Linked DNA regions of Hordeum vulgare: region 1 is linked to region 2. Evidence: chromatin contacts called from public Hi-C data. All regions are on one chromosome and are shown on one strand. The core of a region is the stretch at or near the end of the contact, and the rest is flanking DNA. Distances in the headings are between cores, read along the strand shown.

The links. Hi-C and Micro-C count contacts between places; a contact is called where the count stands out from the background.
Region 1: a Hi-C map of seedling shows a contact between it and region 2, with 4 times the contacts expected there. The contact joins the promoter of LOC123449084 here to the promoter of LOC123449083 in region 2. A contact is called at or near these places in 3 of 6 Hi-C or Micro-C datasets (leaf and seedling) and 1 of 1 datasets of contacts at active chromatin or transcription factors (embryo).

The regions. Positions count from the first base shown.
Region 1 is chr4H:487,673,626-487,679,601 of MorexV3_pseudomolecules_assembly, reverse strand. It overlaps LOC123449084 (probable BOI-related E3 ubiquitin-protein ligase 3), which reads left to right and starts at 4,596. Exons shown (of 4, transcript XM_045126169.1): 1 at 4,596-4,769; 2 at 4,873-4,970; 3 at 5,073-5,365. The coding sequence starts at 4,678.
Region 2 is chr4H:487,497,222-487,502,778 of MorexV3_pseudomolecules_assembly, reverse strand. It overlaps LOC123449083, which reads left to right and starts at 1,945. Exons shown (of 1, transcript XM_045126168.1): 1 at 1,945-4,971. The coding sequence starts at 2,158. The coding sequence ends at 4,686.

The DNA of each region.
Region 1 (5,976 bases), core at 3,347-5,846, 170 kb before region 2:
CATGCTCATAATTTATAACGGGTTCAGTACCTTCATCAGTCTCCCAATCTTCAGTATTCTTCTGGATGCTTTCAATAAGATCCCACCTAGCTTCAGTGCTTTTGTTGGAGAATGCCCCACTAGAGGAGGCATCAAGCATCTCTTTATCTTGACGAGAAAACCTTGCATAGAAATTTGCAAGAATAATTTCCTTGGGGAGCTCATGATTGGGACATTTGATCATTAGGGACTTCAATCTCCCCCAATCTTGAGCGATGCTTTCTCCATCACGAGACCAAAAGTTATAAATATAACTCCCGCCTTGATGTATTCATGAACAGGATAAAACTTTGCATAAAAGAGAGCATACGATCTTGCCAATTTAGCAAATCTGAGTTATCAAGAAGCCGATACCAATACAAAGCCTTATCTTTTAATGATATAGAGAATATCTTTCTCATAACAAAATCCATCGATATACCTGCAAGCTTAAATAAGGAGCATATTGTGAAAGATATAACAAGTGTTCACCTGGATGTCTATCTCCTGCATATGGATTAGCTAAGACACAATCAATAATACTAGTTGGTATTTTAAAGGGCATAATTTCCGTAGGTGGAGGAGTCTTCTCCACCACGATAGCGTTGGGGCGGTTCCCCACAAGCAACAAACCAAGAGTAGAGTTGTCCATAGGGACAAAAAGCGGAAACAACAAAATGAAAAACAACACGTACATCGTAATGGTTTCCTTACCAGTTTCACTTACCAATAGCGCTACACTCCCCGACAACGGCGCCAGAAAATGGTCTTGATTGCCCACAAGTGTAGGGGATCTATCGTAGCCTTTTCGATAAGTAAGAGTGTCGAACCCAACGAGGAGCAGAAGGTACTGACAAGCGATCTTGAGCAAGGAATAACTGCAAGTACTGAAAGGTAACTTTTTATGGTTTTTATGGTATAAGCAACAAGGAAATAAATGGAGGGAAAGTAAATGTTGCTGAGGTGCAGCAAGTGCCCCAATCCTTTTGAACACAAAGGATAAGCCGAGGGACTAAACTTATAAAGACTAAGGCGTTCCTGAGGACATACAGGAGAGATAGTCAAGTGATTTCGCCATATTCCGTCTAGTACTATGTTTTGTATTGATAAGTGTTATGTGGGTAGATATTAACTAGTGCACCATCTAGGCTAAGACAAGTACACTCTTATGATTAAACTCCTTGCAAGCATCCGCAAATACAAGAGAGAAATTAAGGCAAATCCTAACCATAGCAATAAGCTTTAGGATCCAACACTCCCTCGTGCAAAAGCATGCGAACTGGGGTTCAGGTTTCTGTCACTCCGGCAACCCACCATAAGCATTCTTCATACACGATGCATTCTCCTAGGCCCTTAAAAAGGTGAAGTGTTATGTAGTCGACGCTCACATAACACCACTAGAAGAATAACACCATAACTTAAATATCAATCAACACATATTACTTCAACATCATATGACTACTATAAACTAGACTTCTCCCATGTCCTCAAGAACTAAAGTAACTACTCACAAGACATAAAAGAGATCATGATCAGAGGTGATCAAAATATGATGAACAATATGGTCATAACAATAATTCTCCAACAATACTCAATAGCATTCACTACAAAAAGAGTAATCAACACCGGTAGAGTAAGGGGGATGAATAGTGCAAGGTACAACTCCGATTGCAATGGTAAAGTGAGATGAGGTGAAGATGGAGATGGTGTTGGTGTTGAGGGTGATGGTGATGATGATCTCGATGATGCCCGTGATGATGGTGATGACGATGAGGACGATCTCCCCTTCCGGGAGGAGTTCTCCCCGGCGGAATCTGCCCGCCGGATAGGTCTTTTCTTCTGTGTAGGTTTCTGGCCCAAAGCGGCGGCGGATCTCCGGAAAAACTTTTGTCCCCGTAACTTTTAGGTCATGAGGGTCATATAGGCGAAAGGAGAGCACCGGAGGCGGGACCCACCACCTAGGTGGCCTCTGGGCGCGGCCTAGGGGTGACCCGTGCCACGAGGTCGCCTGGGTGCCTGGTGGCCCCCCTCCGGCCCTTCTTCGGCCTGTCTTCGTGATCTGTTCGGAAATTCCTTCCCCGTAAATTTCAGCTCAACTGGAGATTTTCTAATTTGGCAACTCTTCATGCTATTTTCTTCGCTGAATCCCGCGTCTGCTGTTTCGGCACCGAAAAGTTGTAAATGTGTAAAATAAGCCAAAACACTATAAGAACAACATCATAATGTGTAATATATCAATGAATAGAGACAAATTATGATACAAAAATAGTGATGCATTTTGGACGTATCACGCCACGACAAAGACGTTGTCCGCCTCGTTAGTCGGCGTCGCTTCCTCCGCTACGTATTGCAAGGTGGAGAACGTCACCCAAAATATGCGACATCGCCGACAGCAGGAGAGGGAGGCAGCATCGGTGTCGCAGGAAGGTGCGTACATGCTCGAGGAGTTATCTCCCCCACCATGCCCGGCACCCCGCACCCCATCCATCCAAGCGCCGTCACAGATTACGACGTCTGACACCCTTGGGATCGAGGTAGATTCGAATCCAGCTCGGCCATACCAGATAGCTTTCCACACACACAAATGTCAGCGGTCAACGAACGTGACTCGTCGCGGCTTGTTCGGGAGCGGATAAGCACTAGCACCAGCGACGCTTGGGTTGCACTCGACATGTTTGACGGAATGTCAGAACAAGACCGGGTATGTTTTGTTTGCTCGTGTCCGATCAAATGTTCAATGTTTTGCATAGACCACTAGTTCTCATATGATGATTGCTTGCAGACCATGATCATCTAGGAGGCATACTTGTCAAGCATGATCAATGACAATGAAGATCCGACCGAAATGGAGTATGAATTGGAGGCCACCACCACATTTGAAGTTGGGTCAACATCCGATCCCAATTCGATGAAGAAGAAGAAGAAGAAAAAGAAAAGGAAGACAACGAAGGCAAGAGGTTTGGCTTTCTCAAGATTTGAGAACATCTTATTGGTCAAATCTTGGTTAGCCATAACAACAGATCCAATACGCGACACCGAGCAAAAGGGGAACACATAATGGGAGAATATTTGGAAGGAGTATCGTGAACAAAAGGATTATGTGGAGTCACATCCTACCGTGACCACCCGCAATATCACATCTCTCCAATATTGATGTGGGATCATTCAAGGGTAAGTGAACAAGTACGTTGGCTACTACAGTGACCAAACACCCACAAAGTGGGATGAGAGTGGCAACTCAAGTAAGCTCAATTGCCTCATCTTGTTGTCATTTGAATATGCTTCTTTTCTTTGCATTCTTGTGCCCATACATATGTCGTTTGCTAGACGGTCGTGGTGGCCACTATGTATCATGAGCTGGAGAAGAAGCCATTTGCTTTTAGCCATCGTTGGATCATATTGAATAGCAAGCCAAAGTGGACACAACTTGTGTTGTGGCCGATCTCAAGGCTGACAAGAAAGAGGAATGCTGGCTCAAGTTTCCACCAATCCATTGGGTTGGACGATGAAGAGGACGATGTTTTCGTGACGAATGGAAGAGTTATCATGACAAATGATAGCCGACAACTCATGTGAAACAAGTAGGAGAAGGCAATGATCTCCTGTGACACTGCTGCTATAAGAATGTCGTCCTCATGGACGTGCATTCTTTCGGTAAGGGAGAATAAGAAAAAGAAGATGTACAAACTCATGTTGGATATGCAAAAAAGAGAGGATGAAGTGGGTCCAGATGAGGGCGTAGCAGAGACTGGAAATTGAGAGGGAGAAGATCGAGTTGGAGAAGCAAGCGGCGACGATCAAATGGAAACTCGAGAAGGCCAAGACATTTGAAGAGATTGAGCTCGAGAAGGAGAGATTGCAACTCGCACAGGACACAGTTGATGTGAAGATCATGTTGACGGACGAAATCCTCTTGGATGAGCATGCAAAGAAGTGGCTCGCAGATAAGAAAGAGATCAACGACCATATGACGCAGGAGGCAGCAAGGGCGGCTGCGACAGCGGATCATGCGACCAGGATGCAGGCAGAGCAAGCAACCCAGATGCAGACGAAGTTAGCTGTCCAAGCGAAGCAGGGAAAGCTAGAGGAGCACACGGCATGGATGGCCACGTCCGGTCACTGATCCCCTTCTCGCTCGTACATTGATTTTATTTTAGCATGTTCAATTTGTTGAACCATGGTTTGATTTGCTTTGTTTCAAACTGTTGGATTCAGAGATTAGATGATTACCGTGCATGAATTGCATAGATATAAGAATTGACATTAGAGGTACGATGCAACATACAAGGGACCGGTGGGTGCTGTACACGGACACGTCCGCAGGCATGTAGAAAGCCGGTTTATCAAGTCCGGTTGTAGATGCTCTAACTTGTGTGTGTATATATACTAAGGGAGAGTAGTAGATTTAGGAGCAACGTGAAGGGTTTCAGAACAAAATCCATCTCAAAATCTAATGAAGCACGGGGAATCCAGAAATATCCAACTGACTTGTGGGTCTCAAGGTGCATGGCCCCACATGTCAACCGCACATCTACTTCAATTAAACCCAAATCACACTATTTGCCAGCACTCAGTACAGAGCCCCATTCCGCCTTCTCTCTCCTCCCTTTCCGACGAGGCGACCTGCCCCTTTCCCCTCTCGCGCACCTTCCTCTCGCCATGGCCTTCTTCTCCCACCACCACCTCCAGCAGCCCCACCCCGCGGCGCCGCCGCCACCGCAGCAGCAGCAGCCGGCGCCTCTCTCCTTCAGGTGCGCCGTCTCAATTCCGGTTCCGTGCCATTTCTCCGTATGTTTTCCTGCGGTAAGGGCCGCGCTTAAAATCCCCTTCCTAATGCCCGTGAAATTTCGGCAGGAACGCGCTGCCGGTGCCGGTCGATGGACAGATCCCGGCGCCTCTCGCCTTCTTCAACGCGCCGCCCGCTTTCCCGGACCAGGCGGGGCAGCCACAGCGTAAGCCTTTCCCCGCGAATCTCCCCCTTCGTCTTTCAAAAATTCCGCTTCAATTGGCGCTTATTTTTGAGGGGTTTGATTTTGCTGTGTTCTGTGTGGTAGTGGACGCGGCTGGGCTGACGGCTGCGGCGGGTATGGGGTGGAGGCAGCCGAGGGAGCAGGAGCTGCTGGGCGAGAACTCGCAGATGTCTTCCATCGATTTCCTGCAGACGGGCTCGGCGGTGTCGACGGGCCTGGCGCTCTCTCTGGAGGACCGGCGCCATGGCGGCGGCGGCGCTGGCGCTGGGAACTCCTCGGGCGATTCGCCGCTGCTCCTGTTGCCGATGCTGGACGACGACATCTCCCGTGAGGTCCAGCGGTTAGATGCTGATATGGACCGATTCATCAGGGCCCAGGTCACGCGCTCTCGAACCTTTTTCACTCGTGGCTTTGAGTTGTGCATCCATCCTATGCTTTACATGCGGTCTTTTTGATCCGTTGACCAAGTTTTGTTGGGGTAATTAGTGAAGCGTTCACTTTGTCTGTTGAAGGGCACATATAGATAGTCTCTTCACTCCACTTTTTTTCTAATGTTAGAGGCTTCTTCTTTTCTCATTAAGTCATGCAACAATTCTTGATTAGTGGTAGCTCTCGTGAGTAAATGTTCATAGTATGCCGTTTAAGTAAAACCCTGTGAATATTAAACATAAGAAAGGGGGAGTATTACTGATGAAAAAACTGGGTAGTTATCATTGGTACCACCCAAATCTTGTGTTTCAGTTAAACTAGCTAATTGCCCGTGCGGTGCAATGGGGGCATACACATTCTAATGGTTTAACATCAATCCTGTTTAACCTATAACTTTATAGAATACTCATGTACATTAGGTGGTATTGTCGATTCGATTTACCATTAAAATAATTCCACCTCTTCCGCTAACCCATCTGTCTTTCTCTAAAAAACAAAGACTTGATTAACCTTGAAGAAATAAACCCACTGTATAGCGGAAATAGAGGGGAGGATGGAT
Region 2 (5,557 bases), core at 696-3,195:
CCCTTCTTCTGGTGTTTTGGTTTTCACTTGTCTTTCTTAGCTTTTCGATGAAAAAAATATATTTTTTTGCGCGAAAAAAAGTTTTTCTTGTTTTCCCCTACGAGAGGCACTATTATTCTTTCACGAGAGGCATGGTCGTGCCTATCGAAAACGAAAAAAACTCATTTTTTGCTTTTTTTCGCGAGAAGCACGACTGTGTCTCTCGGAAAAAAAAACATGTTTTCTGTTTTTTTCGAGAGACACGGTTTTGCTTTCGCGAGAGCCACGACCGTGCCTCTCGAAAGCGAAAAAAATGTGTTTCTTTATTTTTTTTCGAAAGAGACATGGTTTTGCTTCCGGGAGAGGTATGGTCGTGCCCCTGAAAACGAAAAAACATGTTTTCAAATTTTTTTCTATCATGAGAGGCACGAATTTGCTTTCGTGAGAGGCACGGCCGTGCCTCTCAAAAACGAAAAAACACAATTTCTTTTCTTTCCGTGAGAGGCACAACCGTGCCTCTCGGAAACAAAAAAAACGTATTTTTTGTTTTTTTTCTATGAGAGACACGTTTTTCGTCCGTGAGAGGCATGGTTTTGCTTTCGCGAAAGCCACGACCATGCCTCTCGGAAATGAAAAACGCGTTTCTTTATTTTTTTCGAAAGAGACACGGTTTTGCTTTCGCAAGAGGCAAGGTCGTGCCTCTCGGAAACGACACAACACGTTTTCTATTTTCCTTTTTATCGTCATAGGCACGGTTTTTTCGTCCGTTTTTTATGAAAATAAAAGTTCGTTAAAATTTATCAATATGGGATCTAGTTTCGAAAATCTCGATGCGAGGAACCCAACGATGAAAACGATTTAAGATTTAAGCGCACGATTTAAGAGATAAAATATCTAAAAATATAAATCTACGGAAAAAACTCACATGTTACAACAAGTGGCAAACATGCAGTACACAACTTATCACAACCTAAAAAAGGTAAAGTGATATTTGAAAAAGAGTCCTTTTTAATTAGTGATTTCAACGCCGAATGACACATATTCCCGAGTCCTTCCTTGAATAGTTAGTGGGTCGTTAGCCCGGCCCATAGAGGATAGGTAAATGTGGTAAGCACCCCTTTAATCTAGGACACCATTAGTGATATGTATGAATAGTTTCTTTAAGACCTACAGGTTCACAATAATAGCTACATGACTTTTTTTTTCAATACAAGGATCTTCTTTTAGATCAATCTGATGTAATTTTTGAGGTGTTTTTTTTAAATCCATGATTTACGAATTTGTGATCAGATTGTTCATTGAATATAATTTAATCTTTTCAAGTTTGTTAATTGTACTTCTTCCGTTTTTAAATATAAGTCATTTTAAAGTTTCTACTAGAAAACAACATACAGATGTATACAAACATACATTAGAGTATAAAGTCACAAATTTTATTTCGTATGTAATTTTTTAATAAAATCTTTAAAAAAGTTATATTTAGAAACGAAGGGAGTATGATTGAGTAGCTAGGAATGCTCTCCGTGTTATTTGTATTCTCTGGTCACGATAGACGGCTAATTATTCAGAGGAAGTGGTGTACATTCTTTTAAAAAATAATATCCTAATTGACGGTCCCAACGACAAGAACTGCGTGGGGCGGACCTACCAAGCAGTTCACTCCCGCTGACCGCTGTACCAGTAGCACGACCGGCCGAGGACCGCCCGCCAGCAGCACCAGCAGGCCACCGCAACGCAACTGCAAAACATAACGGTGCGAGACAGCGAGAGCGCGCGACCGAGCGTGACGGGGTCTCCAACGCCTCAACGTGCGCGCCCACCACGCCTACATGCGGCTCCAAAGCCTTGCAATCTTGACCGAGCAGTGCCGGACGGACGGAGCGAGCCCAGCGACGGGGCGGGCGGATGCGGGGCGCCCTATCCAGCATGTGATTTCGAGGGAGAATCCAGCCCTCCAGCTAGCCCAGCCACAAGCCAGGCTGCCACCTCCCCCCTTCCAACCATCGTCTCCTCCCTTTCTTCCACCTCCACCACACCACGCCGCACCACAACCGCCGCTCCACCCTGGTCCCACCCCGCCCCCCTCCCCTCAAATCCCCCGCCCCCCCGCGCGCCGAATTCGCCGTCAATCGCCGCTCTGCCCTCCCCCCCACCGAGCGCGCGCGAAGGCTGCCCGCGATGGCGCTGTCCGCGTCGGCGGCGTCGGCGGGGAGGGGCGCGCGGGCCGAGAAGGTGCGCAGGATCTTCGAGCGCTTCGACGCCAACGGGGACGGCGGGCTCGATCGGGCCGAGATGGCCAAGCTCGTTGTCGCCGTCAACCCGCGGGTTAAGTTCAGCGAGGACCAGATCTCCGCCATCCTCGACGAGGTCTTCCGCACCTACGCCGAGTTCATCCTCCCGGGGGGCCAGGGACTGTCCCTCACCGGCCTGCTCCGGACTTACGACGACGGCGCCGGGGACGTCGACCGCGACTTCCTCGCGCTCTCCCTGCCCGCCGTCGACTCCGACGCCTCCTCCCCGGAGATCGCGCCCGGGGACCTCGCCGCCTCGTCCTCTCCGACCTCCGGCGCCGCCGTAGCCGCCTCGCTGCTCGACGACCACCTCAAGCCGCTCGGCATCGGCGGCACGGGCCCTTCCTCCAGCTCCCGCGCTGCCGTCGCCGCGCCGGCCTGGGCGACCTCGCCCAGCCACGGGATTGCGTTCGATTCCTCCTGGGCGCTCCTCGACGACCTGGAGATACTCGTCAAGCGCCTCCGCTCCAAGCAGCTGCGGAAGACCTCCTCCATCGACACCAGCGGGGGCGGCAGCAATCTCGACTCCTTCTCTGAGGCCGGCTGGTCCAGGGAGATCTCCGGCTCCGCCGATTCGGGTTTAGCAGCCGCGCCGTGGGACGAGACCAGCCGGGACTACCTCACCTTCGTCAAGGAGCTCGCTGTTCTCCGCACGCGCGCGGACGCCTCCCGCTCTCGCGAGGAGGCCTTCGACAACCACATGGTCATCGGCCGGGCGCTATGCGAGCACCGCCTCTTCCGAGACGCCCTTGCCAGCTTCCGCCGTGGCTGCGAGCTGCAGCCCACTGACGTCCGCCCGCACTTCCGTGCTGGTAACTGCCTCTACGCTCTGGGCCGCCACGCCGAGGCCAAGGAGGAGTTCCTCCTTGCCCTCGAGGCGGCAGAGGCAGGTAACTCCCAGTCCGCGGACATTCTCCCACAGATCCATGTCAACCTTGGTATTGCAATGGAGGCTGAGGGGATGGTACTTGGTGCCTGCGAGCACTATCGAGAGGCTGCCATACTGTGTCCATCTCATGCCCGCGCGCTGAAGCTCCTTGGGAGTGCACTCTTTGGTGTTGGGGAATACCGTGCAGCCGAGAAGGCACTGGAGGAGGCCATCTTCCTCAAGCCAGACTATGCTGATGCGCACTGCGATCTTGGCTCAGCATTGCATGCAGTAGGGGATGATGACCGTGCGGTTGAGGAGTTCCAGAAAGCAATTGATCTTAAACCTGGGCATGTCGATGCCTTATACAATCTTGGTGGATTGAACATGGACGCAGGCCGATTTGTGCGGGCTGCTGAGATGTATACTCGTGTGCTGAGCATCCGGCCAAACCATTGGCGTGCTCAGCTAAACAAGGCAGTTGCTTTGCTTGGGCAAGGAGAGTCCGAGGAGGCCAAGAAGGCACTCAAGGAGGCATTTAAGATGACACAAAGGGTGGAGGTGTATGATGCAATCTCACATCTGAAGACACTGCAGAAAAAGAAGCCAAAGCCTTCAAAAGGAAAACATGATGCTCAAGGAGAGGAAGCATTTGTTATTGTAGAAGCATCCAAGTTCAAGAGGGTTGGAAGGAAGACCACATTGCGTCAGGATTTGGCCAATGCCCTTGATATAAGGGCCTTCGAGAGGACGACAAAGCTTGGCCACTGTGATGTCGAGCTTCTGAGGAAAGAGATGAATGAGACTGATGTCCCTGTATCGTACTCAGGCACGGGCATCCCAGAGAAGTCGATCAGGAAAGCAGCTCTTGAGGTTATTCTTCGCAGGCTCCTATCTTTCCTCAAGCCAGACACCTTCCAGGGTGCAGTGAAGGCAATGAATGAAAGAATTCTCTCTGTCCTTGATGCTTCTGGCTCTGGCCGCGTTGATCTCGGGATGTTCTTTGCCATCATTGCTCCAATCTGTTCTGGTCCAGTGGATAGGCGCAAGCGTGTCGTTTTCGATGCACTCCTTTGGCGTCCTGCAAGCGAAGGTGGCAGGGGCCAGATCAGGAGGAGTGATGCGCTAAGTTACATTAAACTTCTTCGCGCTGTTTACATACCCACACATGGGGCTAGCGACATGCTTGAAATGCATGGAGAGTCTGACCCTACCATGGTATCGTACACAGAGTTCCTTGAAATGTTCAATGATCCTGATTGGGGATTTGGAATTCTAACCACATTGGTGAAGCTTGAAGACAGTGATCATGTTCGCCACGGCAGCCACACCTGCTCCATATGCAGATATCCTATCATCGGTTCACGGTTCAAGGAAACAAAACACTCCTTCAGCTTGTGTAACCGTTGCTACAGTGAAGGGAAGGTTCCATCGGCCTTCAAGTTGGAGGAGTACAGGTTCAAAGAATACGGCAACGAATCGGAGGCTCTTATAGACAAGTGCATGTGCTTTAATTTGAATTCTAAGAAGCTGGAAACTGATGCTTGATTGTTCGAGCATCGGCGCCGAGTTCTTGAGCACCAACCTGTGTATCCCCTTTGTAGCTGTGAAGATGCCTAGTTAGCTCTCCTGCCCCGCCCTCTTGTAAACTAAGGTGCTGCTCTTTTTGGGGTTCTCCAAATGTGTTCCGACCCTATGCTGTTAGCTATTGCTCGTTCCAAGTGTATGGGAGCAAGAGCATGTGATCGTTCCGTGTATGGGAGCAAGAGCATGTGAACTCCAAATACACTCCTGTAACCATCCCAAATCAATGCCACCAAGGCTTTTGAAGTATTTCTGAGCCGGATGGTGTTGTTCAGACCAAACAGTTTTGGTCGCGCCGCGTACTGTTTTTGTGCATTTTAGGTTTAAGGTGTGCTATTTTTGTGCATTTTAGGTTTATTAAGGTATGGTTGCAGGGGCGTAAGGAAACATCAGTATCCAATGTTGTTTCTTTTCAACTGCCTTTCTTGGCCGGTCTTTAGAAAAAGCTTCTTTTCTAATCTTAGTCACAGTGGTTGCTCCCATCATTTCTCCACATCATTTGCATGACAGGTGAGTCCACTCATCACGAGTGACCCAAATTTCGGAATCATTTCCGAATGGCTTTTGCCGATTTGGCTCGTTCGTTTTTTGTCCGTTTGGGTCGTCCGCCCGTCCGGCGTTCGTCTTGTTTTATATATGGGTCGACAGCGCGTTCAACGGTCGATTCATATGTGTCGACTTGGCCGCCGACTTGGCCGCTCTGTTTTGTATGACTTTCATAGTTTGAATCAAATAACATAATTTGGACCGAATAAAATAGCATAGTTATTACAAGCCGAATAAAAAAAAAGTCTCACATAGTTTTGCAAACGAATAAAAGAAAAGATAAATCTGT